Regions from separate parts of the Sus scrofa genome. Here region 2 is linked to region 1. The links are chromatin contacts, called in public HiChIP or PLAC-seq maps. All regions are on one chromosome and are shown on one strand. The core of a region is the stretch at or near the end of the contact, and the rest is flanking DNA. Distances in the headings are between cores, read along the strand shown.

Evidence for each region. HiChIP or PLAC-seq counts read pairs in DNA pulled down with a chosen protein or histone mark.
Region 2: a contact with region 1 is called in an H3K27ac HiChIP or PLAC-seq map of skeletal muscle. The contact joins two enhancer-like sites. A contact is called at or near these places in 2 of 2 datasets of contacts at active chromatin or transcription factors (alveolar macrophages and skeletal muscle).

Annotation. Positions count from the first base shown.
Region 1 is chr13:198,415,792-198,420,607 of Sscrofa11.1, reverse strand. RUNX1 (runt related transcription factor 1) reads left to right here. Exons shown (of 8, transcript NM_001246252.1): 6 at 4,523-4,714. Among named protein-coding and RNA genes, the nearest start is that of CLIC6, 170 kb to the right of the region's middle. Within about 2 kb of position 3,342, at least 14 of the 83 cell types and tissues checked have an H3K27ac peak or open chromatin away from gene starts, as enhancers often do. A contact at or near this core is called in skeletal muscle, where this site is marked.
Region 2 is chr13:198,794,388-198,799,500 of Sscrofa11.1, reverse strand. No RefSeq gene overlaps it. Among named protein-coding and RNA genes, the nearest start is that of RUNX1, 160 kb to the right of the region's middle. Within about 2 kb of position 3,405, at least 1 of the 83 cell types and tissues checked has an H3K27ac peak or open chromatin away from gene starts, as enhancers often do. A contact at or near this core is called in skeletal muscle, where this site is marked.

The DNA of each region.
Region 1 (4,816 bases), core at 2,093-4,592:
CTTGTTGACTGTCAGAAAATTATTCTCTTTACCCACAACTTTCCAAGAAAAAGTGACAATTTCCCTTTACCTGTTTTCTTTGGTCATAGATCATATGCAGACAATCCCCAACTTAGGATGGTTTGACCTAAAATTTCTTGACTTGGCGGAAAGCAATACGTGTTCGGTAGAAACCATACCTCCTTTGATCTTTCCCCGGGCTGCTGATATGGCTGTGATGCTCACGTAATGCTGGGCAGCTCCCAGTCAGCCAGGCCATCTCAGGGGTCAAAACTGATACACAGAGTTCCCGTCCTGGCATAGTGGTTAATGAATCCAACTAGGAACCATGAGGCTGCAGGTTCGATCCCTGCCTCACTCAGTGGGTTAAGGATCCAGCGTTGCCGTGAGCTGTAGTGTATGTCATAGATGCAGCTCAGATCTGACGTTGCTGTGGCTCTGGTGTAGGCTGGTGGCTACAGCTCCGATTAGACCCCTAGCCTGGGAACCTCCATATGCCGCGGGTGCAGCCCTAGAAAAGACACAAAAAATATTTAAAAAAAAAAAAAAACTGATACATTTCCAACCATTCTGTACTGAGACAAAAATTCTGTTTTTCATTTTCAGTACAGTATCCAATAAATGACTTGGAATAGTCAATACTTTATTATAAAGTGATTTTGCTCAACTGTAGGTTAACAGTTGTGTTCTGAGAATGCTTGCGGCAGGCTGGGCTAAGCTGTGATGTTCAGTAGGTTGGGTTTTTTGTTGTTGTTGTTGTTGTTGTTGTTTTGTTTTGTTTTTTAATGGCTGCATCCATGGCATATGGAAATTCCTAGGCCAGGGATTGAACCTAGCCCCTGCAGCGACCTGAGCCACTGCAGTTGGATTCTTAACCCACTGCGCCACAGTGGGAACTCTGTAGGTTAAGTGTTTTAAAGGCATTTTCAGCCTATGATATTTTCAATTCAGGATGGATTTATTGGGGCATAAACCCCATCATAATTCAAGGACGATCTGAATTATATATCAGTTACAACCACAGATCAACAGTGATTTTTTTTAAAAAGGCACTTCAGTTGTCAATGAGATGTGCGTATTTACCCAGCCTAGTTTTTTAGAGCAGAAAACTGAAAGCTGATTTCATCATCCATCTCAAATATTCTAACATTTAGGGAAGCTTGTGGGCACCAGTTCCAAAAGACTATGGGATGTTTGTCTTTGGAGCAAAGAAGTAAAATTTAGCAGAGGAGATTATTTTTTTTTTCTTTTGGCTTTGTATAGTTTTGCATACATATATAAAATTCTAATCCAGTCCTTTTTTCAAACGTGTGAAAATAGGAAAAGAGAAACATCATGTAGGAGCCTTTTCAACTCTGCTAAAGATTCAGTAAGATGTCTCCATATGAAGTCTTGAGGTAGCCGCTGTTATTTACAGAACCACCACGTAAACATTCGCAATTGACTTACAGAGTATTTAAAAACCCAGGCAGCCAGCACGCCTATGTTTGAGACTGCATGGGGTAATTCCACCAGAAGGTTTGATCCAAGGTTGAATTCCCTGTTGCCCTCTAAAGTTCAGTATTCGGCAAGAAAGAAGAAAAGTGAATTTGATAGTGGACATTTTCCATGCTCCTGTATTTAAAATTCAGGAGGCAAATTGACATTTTAATTGCACACAGATACAGGAAACTGGAGACATAAAGCGTTCATTTTTCCTTAGCTTGAAAGTTTATATCGGAAGCCTCTATATTTCACACAAAATATTGCTCTTTGGCACATGAAATCTGATGGTTTCAGAAAAGAAGAATTAAGTCTTCCTGTGATCCAGCTTATAAATGCATCCGAACCACACCTTCAATACGATAATGCTTTTTATTTCCCCGGTGTCCTGGTGTTAGAACTCTTTGGCACTAGCTGTGATGCCGGGGCTCTGGGTTCCCTGCAGGGGTAATAATGGCCTTACTTGCTGGTGGGATCACACGTGGGGAGGGTGCGGAATGAACTCTCACCCCCTCCTCTGGCATTCAACTCAGCCCCGCGACTCTGAGGGCTTAGGAAAAAGCTTAGAGTGAAGAATTGTTTTCTCTGAGAGCTATGCCCAAACATTCCTGCTCAAGCAGACAGTCATCAGTTAATCTCTATAAATGACTACGATTTTGGCAGGTGTCAGCTGGTGCAGAAATTGCTCACATGTTGAAACTTTTTTTTTTAAGTGCAGGGCAACGAGAGGGGTTTAAAAAAAAACATTTTTTTTTTTTTCCCTTCGTTGTGCCTGGCCACAGTAGTGGCTTACCTGTAAAATCACTTATTCCTCTTGGTTTCTTGGTGGCACATGGTCCCCAAGCTTGGTGGCTGAGGCAGACACAACTGAAGGCCTCTCTTCAAAGGTTGGCTGGAGACTCCAAAACACCGAATGACATGTGTTCAGAATGATCTGGTACATATCATTCCCCACGATGATCACCCACTGTCCTTGACATGGTGTTCTTCAAAAATGCCACTGGGTGCCCAAGGAATGTGAAATTTAGAAATGGGTACAAGACCTGCCAGCAGCCTCTGCACCATAACTTTGCCAACTGGCATTCTTTCTGAAGTGGTAGAACTTTCCAGAATCATTTTTCCTGCCGCCTTCTCTCCTTGACTCCCCATACCAGGCATTAGGTCGTGGTAGCCATTTAAAAGATTATTATGCTTTGGGTGGCTTTTGAGTTGAAATCGTTTGCTGTTCTGCAAGAAAACTTCAGGAAGTTGAAAGGGAGGAGTCAAAGAAAGCTCCATCCGGAGACAACGAGTGACTCGATGATTGAAATAGAACGTTCTAGAAAAAGATGTTTTCGTACTTCTGAAGGAAAGGGATGACAGGGGTTGTTCCGGGACCTGGCCCCATGGCCTTTCGCCCACAAGACCGGTGCTTAAAATACTCCGCCGGTAAGAGGCCTCTCGCATGTGTGCTGGGCCCTCGTGACTCAGCTGCTTGTGTTCAGACCGAGTGTTGCGGGCTGTGGGGCTGAATCAGAGTCCAGTTTTGCCTTGGTGACACATGAAAAGAGGGAGCGTTGCATTTGAACCACACAAATATTATGCTTAAGTATTTTTCCTCCTTTCGGAGCCAAACAGGTCTTGTTCGTGATAAAAATCACTGCAATATAGTGGGTCCTTTTTCTGGTCTGGAATTTGAGACAGTGTCAGCTGTGCCAAGGGGGCTGGCAGCAGGAAGAAATGGCAAGCCACGGAGATTTGGAACCATAATACAAGTTATAAAATTTAATTTTATAATTGTAGCCATTGGGAGCTGGGCTCAAAAGTCCCTCTCCCACCCCCACCCCACCCCCGGCTGGGGGGCGTGGAGTCAAGGAATCCTCTTTCTCACTGAGGTCTGGGGCCAGGAGGCTGCTCCTCCAATCTTGTTTGGAGGCCACTTGACAATCGGGTGGTTTTGTGAAACCGGTCAATGACTCTTTCTTTGAACCATGGGAGTGAGGCAGGAGCAGAAGGGCAGCCTCTTTGAAAGAGGATTGAATTGGCTGAGCCCCATTATGGCTCCATTAGTACAAGGAGCCTCAGCTCCACTGGGCAGGCCTGAGTCTCTGGTTTAAAGACATTTTGGTGAAGGATTAAGGGAGGAAGCGGGAGCCCCAACCCTTCTCCAAGGAATGACTTCTGCTCTCTGCATCCTGGTGATGGTGATTTTGACCAGAGCAAGGAAATTTACTGTCGATACAGATGCCAAGGGGCCCACCCGCACCTTGGATTCCTGAGGCCCCAGGCTTGTCCAGTGTGCTGGTGGCTCCCTTGGGGCTCCAGTGAGCTCTGCCTGCTGGGAAACTTGGACTGAATGAGTCCAGGGCTACACCACACTTGGGGTGCACTTGGAGAAGTGGGCTTCAGAAAAGAAAGGATGCTGGCGCAAAGCTTGCAAGCAGAGGAGGGGGTGGGTGGCAAGGGGCTGCCCATCCTGGGCACTTAACAGGAAATCTGACCTCCCCGGGCTGTGGGTTTGCAGCTACACCTCATTTCCTGTTGTAAGGGGCACGCCTCTAAGCTCCAGGGCCCACTTTGCTGCCTCTGAAACCTGCCGGTGGTTGGGTGTGGAGTTGGGGCAGCTGTTCCCATGCCACCAAGAGGGCTCCTTTCCTGCCCGCCTCAGCTCAGCCCACAGAGATGCCATAAGCCAATTAATGCCCCTTCTCTCCCTCCCACCATCACCACCGCCACCAAGCCCTGTATGCCCACTGCGTTCCACACAGTGGAGATGGATGCAGGGAGTCGGGGTGGGTGCCAGGCCCAGACCGGCGGAACACCCAGTGGCCAGTGCGACAAAACGGGCCCCAGTCTGCTGTGGGGAAAAATGGCCCCGAATTCCCAACGGGAACAGCTACCTGTGCAAAACTCTCCAGCGGATCCACGTTGGGGGTGAGGGGAGAGGGAGGGGAAAGAGGAGAAAAGCCCGAATTTTAGCAAATCCACAATACATTTTCTGATCTCTTCCCTCCCTCCTTCCCTGCCTCCCTCTCCCTTCCCCACCTCCTCCCCGCAATAGGACATCGTCAGAAACTAGATGATCAGCCCAAGCCCGGGAGCTTGTCCTTTTCCGAGCGGCTCAGTGAACTGGAGCAGCTGCGGCGCACGGCCATGAGGGTCAGCCCACACCACCCAGCCCCCACACCCAACCCTCGGGCCTCCTTGAACCACTCCACTGCCTTTAACCCTCAGCCTCAGAGTCAGATGCAGGGTAAGTACCCGGACGGAGCCCGCTTCCTGCCTCACTCCCCCCACCCCACCCCCGCCACCCCCAGCCCTGGGGCAGAACCCTCCTAGTCCAATCCTGGCTTCT
Region 2 (5,113 bases), core at 2,156-4,655, 380 kb before region 1:
GGCATGAAGTCTCCCATTTTCTGAAGACGATAACTTTCTTATCCTTGGATGTCTTTCCGTTTGTCCTCCAGTTTCTCATGCAGGGTGCCTGTCAACGTCCCTTGGCATTTGCCTTCCTGAGACCTAGTAGAGTGTTGATTAGAAGCAGGCACTGGAGAGCCACCACAGTGGGGGTCGGATGCCAACTTCTCCTTACCAACTGGATGACCCTACACCAGGGCCCAGTCTCTGATGGGCAGAGAGGAGCTGTCTTACTTTTCAGCTCTGGCAGGTTGCAACTATTGACTGTACCTGCTCTGTGCTGCATAAGGGACATGACTTTCCATGGCTCGTGGCTGAGTGGAGGTGTGGGATATGAAAAGGGAATGTGACCATGGAGAGGGGAGGGCATGGGGGGGATGGAGTGTGACTCACAGGATTCTGAGGGCAGCAGAAGGGCCCCAGCCAGGCCTAGACGTGGACAGACATGCCTGGAGGAAGCCATACCTGTGCTGAATCTTAAAAGGTGAAGAATTGTCCAAGAGTAGTCAGAAAAAAGCCTCCCAGGATGAGGTTCCTATGAGCAGGGTTATGCACCTTGTCAAGGAACAGGCCCCTGGAGTGGTTTTAGTAGAACTTTGAACCCCTGCATGTTCGCCTTCTCAAGGTTCCTTTATCTTCAGTTGGCAGGATGGCGTTTCATGGCCTCTGAGAGGTGAGGAAAGGGGGCCCTGAGGCCTGTCCCACTTGGCTGAGGGTGAATTCGTTCCCGGACACTTCCCAGGCCTTGCTTGACCTCAGGCCTGGCCTTTACTCCAGCTCAGCCCGACTGTAACCAGATCCCCGTGGCCACTTGCAGAAAAGCCAAAACCCTGTTCCCAGAAGAAGGGATGCCAGCGCCCCTTGGGCAGCATCTCTCCCATCCACACCTTTGACCCAGTTCGCCCAGGAAAACAGCACTTCTGAGATCAAGCTGCTCTCGGCTTTCTTCAGGAGCTGGGGTGGGGAAGCTATTATGTCTCTACTTAAAGATGATTCTTTCCCCCTCAGAGGAAGCACAGAGAAGGCCAGGGGCAGTGTCCCTTAGGTCCTCCATCACTGAGCTTCAGTCGGGGCAGAGAGTCAGCAAATGGGGACAAACACACTGGCACAGGGGATGTCATGTCACTTTGAGAGGGCTCCCAGCCCTCCTCTCTCTGGGAAAACTCGGAGCTGCTGGTCCCCCATTCTGGTCCTTCACGGCTCCACATAGACCTTCAGACACAGACCACCCTCTTCTTGGGGGAGTCATAGTAAGGGGGGAAGGAGCATGCCTCTCCTTGCCTAGAGCCCAAAGTCAGGCCTCTGTTCTGCCCTCACCAACTACGTCACCTTGTGCAAGTGAGTTTGTCTTTCTGATTCTCACTGTTCTTATTTGTCAGATGAGATAATACCCTTGCCTCCCCCACAGAGCCATGGGGAGTGGCCCACAGTATTTAGCATCATGCCTGGTATACACCTATTCCCCAGACGTGTTGGCTATTTCTTCCTTAAATTGTTTTTCACATTTTAAGTTCTGAAAACAGTACTTGCTCAGTGAAAGAACCTTACAAATACTGGACTGTGTATACAAAGGAAGGAAGGAAAGAAGGGGGAGGGAACAATGAAGAGAAAAAGAAAGCGTCTCCTCATCCTCTCTTCCAAGAGGTGAAAGCCATTCAAACCTGGTACATCCCTCTCCAGTCCGTTATTTACGTACATACAATCGTTTGATCATATGTTATGTACTTAGGCCCTTTTATTTTTATCTTTTCCAAAAAATAGAATCTCAACATACAAAACATCCAGTAATTCACTTTTTCTGCTTTGTGTGTAGTGGAGATAACATCACGATAGAACAGAGAGACTGTCTTTTCCTCTGTAGACTGAAGAGAGGCATATCTGTTCCTCCACATTCTACGGCGTAACTAGGCCACCTTTCAGCCAACCCATTGCCCAGGGACTGACGGGCAGGTTGCTGCTCGTTGCTTGCTTTGACTAACAATGCCAAGATAAGCATTATTGGCTGGACCTCTCTGTTCTCATCCAGCAGTTTCTACTTATGAAAAAATCCTAGAGGAGGAATTTATGACAAACTCCAAAAGATAGGCATTTTTTTTTTTTTTAGAGAAATGGCTAAATTTTGCTTTTCAAGTCATGGAGTTGTTCACACCAAACAACAGTGTTTGAGAGGACATTTTCCCCCCTGCATGATATGGGGTACCACAATTAAATATTTCTTAAGTTTCTTTGGAAGTGTCATGCAGATGGAACCCACTGAAAGACTTTTTGCTTTCTGGCCACCATCAAATAGTTTTCAGCCTACAAACTTCTATAGCCACAGCCTCAGATGTGCCTACGTTTATTGAGCTCCTGGATGACCATGAGCTGCTCTCATCAGGCAAACCCTCATGTACATGGAGAGTAATAAAGAAATGGGAACAGGAGTTCTCAGGTTTGTAAATTAGATATTTCTTTCATGAAGGTCACACCTGATCTTCAGTGCCAGAATTTCTCTTATAAATTGTCACCCAATTATTGGAAGCATTTAGCTTCAGAAAGGACCCAGCCTGCTTTGCATTGGCAAGAAAGGGCAGGATTTATGCATCCTGGTTCACGGTTTCATGCCAACTTCTGAGGAGAGTCTTTCTCTAGCCAGATTTGGACAATACACCTACCTCTCCAGAACTTGACAATTGATGGATTCTCTAACTGATGAAATGACCCCAGAAAAAGTAGAGAATTGCATTATCTTCCCAACAGACCATGACAAAATCAATTTCTTTTCACAGCATTTTCTCACAGTTCAGAAAAAATTGAAGACAATTTTTCTCGATGTTACCATCCAAAATATCTCATATTTTCAGCTTTCAGGGAGGTCTAATTATCCTAATAATGACCAACTTTATGGAGAAAGGGAGAGAACACTGGGGGAAATTTGTCAGTGAGTGAATTATCTGTATCCTTTGTAGCAGAGCCAGGGTCAAATTTTCATCAATAGCAGAGGGATCAGAGACCTGCTAGAACTAAACTACTGACTTAAAAGGAAGTCCTGATTCCTAGTCTTGATCCCTCCACTGACCAGCTGTATGACCTGGGGAAAATGACCTAACCTTTCCAAGGTTCAGTTTTTTCATATGCAAAGTCTTTGCCTACCTCATACCATGGTAATGAGGAGAAATACTATCATGGGTATAAAAAAATGTGCTGTCTACTGGGAAACACAGAGACATGAAAGGTACGGTTATTACTTGGTTTTAAAATCTAGCCTTCATTTTATGGTGTCTGATTTTCTTGGCATTCATAAAACTTAGAAACCAATAATAAAGCTATGCTGTCAAGAGTACAATTAAGGACAGCTTGGAAAACTGCCCAGCTCCTGAGCATTTGATCTCAGTGGAATACAGCACATCTGAAAGAGCTGTTGAAGCAGGAGCCAGATTTCTGGGGAGGCCCTTCCATGTGTCCCTGTCCATCCCGTCCCATGTCCCATTCTTCTTCCCACTCCTCAGCAATTTCCTCTGTGCCATCTCCTCCAACCTTAAGGGTCTATGATCCCAAGATCAAGGTTTGTCCGGGGAGGGGGGTTGAGGAGAGGGAGGGTTGGCCCAAGGCAGATTCTACTTTTCATTTCTCCCTTTCCCACCCACCTCACTCACTCATGCAAATAAATGCTAAGAAAAGTCTTGAAGGAGGATCACAGGGTCTCTGGTTCAGGTTCAGGAGAGAAAGGGAGGGCTGTTTATTAGATCATCAGATCCTCCCTTGACTATGACTGGGGGGATCTACCTTGCCACCCTCACCATCTTTCCAGAAGCTCGTAGGGAGGGCTCTCCTGGACACCTCAAGAGTCAAAGTGAACACGTTTCTCACTGGCTACCTTGCTCCTGGATTCCTGTGCATGTTTACCCACTGATCAAATTCTGAGCGATTTAGGGAACAAAGCAGAAAGGGAGATATAGTTTTGCATGTAAGTAAGCAGCTCTCAGATTGCTTTCCCATCCAGAAGGTTAACCCATCCTACAAATACCAATGTGCCCATCTTCTCATGTCTCCTGTGTCCCAGCAGTGGGACACATTCCCCCTGATGATAAGGACTCAGCAAGGGGCCACCCAACAAGCTCCATGAGTGAGAATGGCCCATCCCCACCTGCCAAGGCCGAGTCACAGGCTTGCTGTCACTGCAGGTCACCGCAATGTCACTTCCCATAGATCTCTGCAGGAATCTCAGGCACCGTCCCCCTACCCTGAGGCCCACTGATGTAGCCACTGCAGCAAGTAGTTCTGGTTAGTTCTGAAATAAAGGAACTTAGGCCAGAGTTCTCACAAGAAACAGGGAACATGGCCAGGGGGCCATAGGGCTAGGGAGGTGAGACAGTTCAAATAAACAAAAGGACTTTACAGCAATGCTCTGGGAACCTACTCAGCCCGTCTAACTTCCTGGAAGGTTGTAACTACCGTCTAGAGGGACCCCCAAAATTCCCTGTGCACAGCACCCGTGTCCTGCCCAGCATTCATGTTGCTTTCCTCTCTGCTAAGAGACGGAATAAGCCTGTTCTCTGTTGCTAATTCAGTTTCAATGTCTTATTTTTTATGAATTCGTATTCTTGTGACCTGGTAGCATGTGTGAAATAATTTAAAATATTTCATTTGATACATTCGTTAGAATTCTCAGATGGTGGCATGAAAGCATTGTGGAACATTTGCTTGTAGATGTATGGTGTGTATGTGGCGGGGGTATGTGTAGTATATAGTGTATGTTGTATGTGGTGTGTGGGGGGTGGTATGTGTGATATATGTTGTGTTGCATGTGGTGTGTGTGTGTATGGTATGTGTGCATGGTGTGGTGTGTGTGGTGCATAGTGCATGTTGCATTGCATGTGGTATGTGATGTGATTAAGTGTGTGGTTTGTGTGTGAGCGTGCACAGGTACACATGGGTCCACGAGCATGCACACACTTGTGAGCCTGTGTCCTCTACACTGTGCAGTGGAACAGGAACAGAACTGGGAAAACAGAGAAACCTCACAAGTTTAATGCAATACGAAAGATGCTAAACTCACAGATCAATTCATCCATCAGAGAACCATTTATAAACGGTTCAAATACTCAAAATG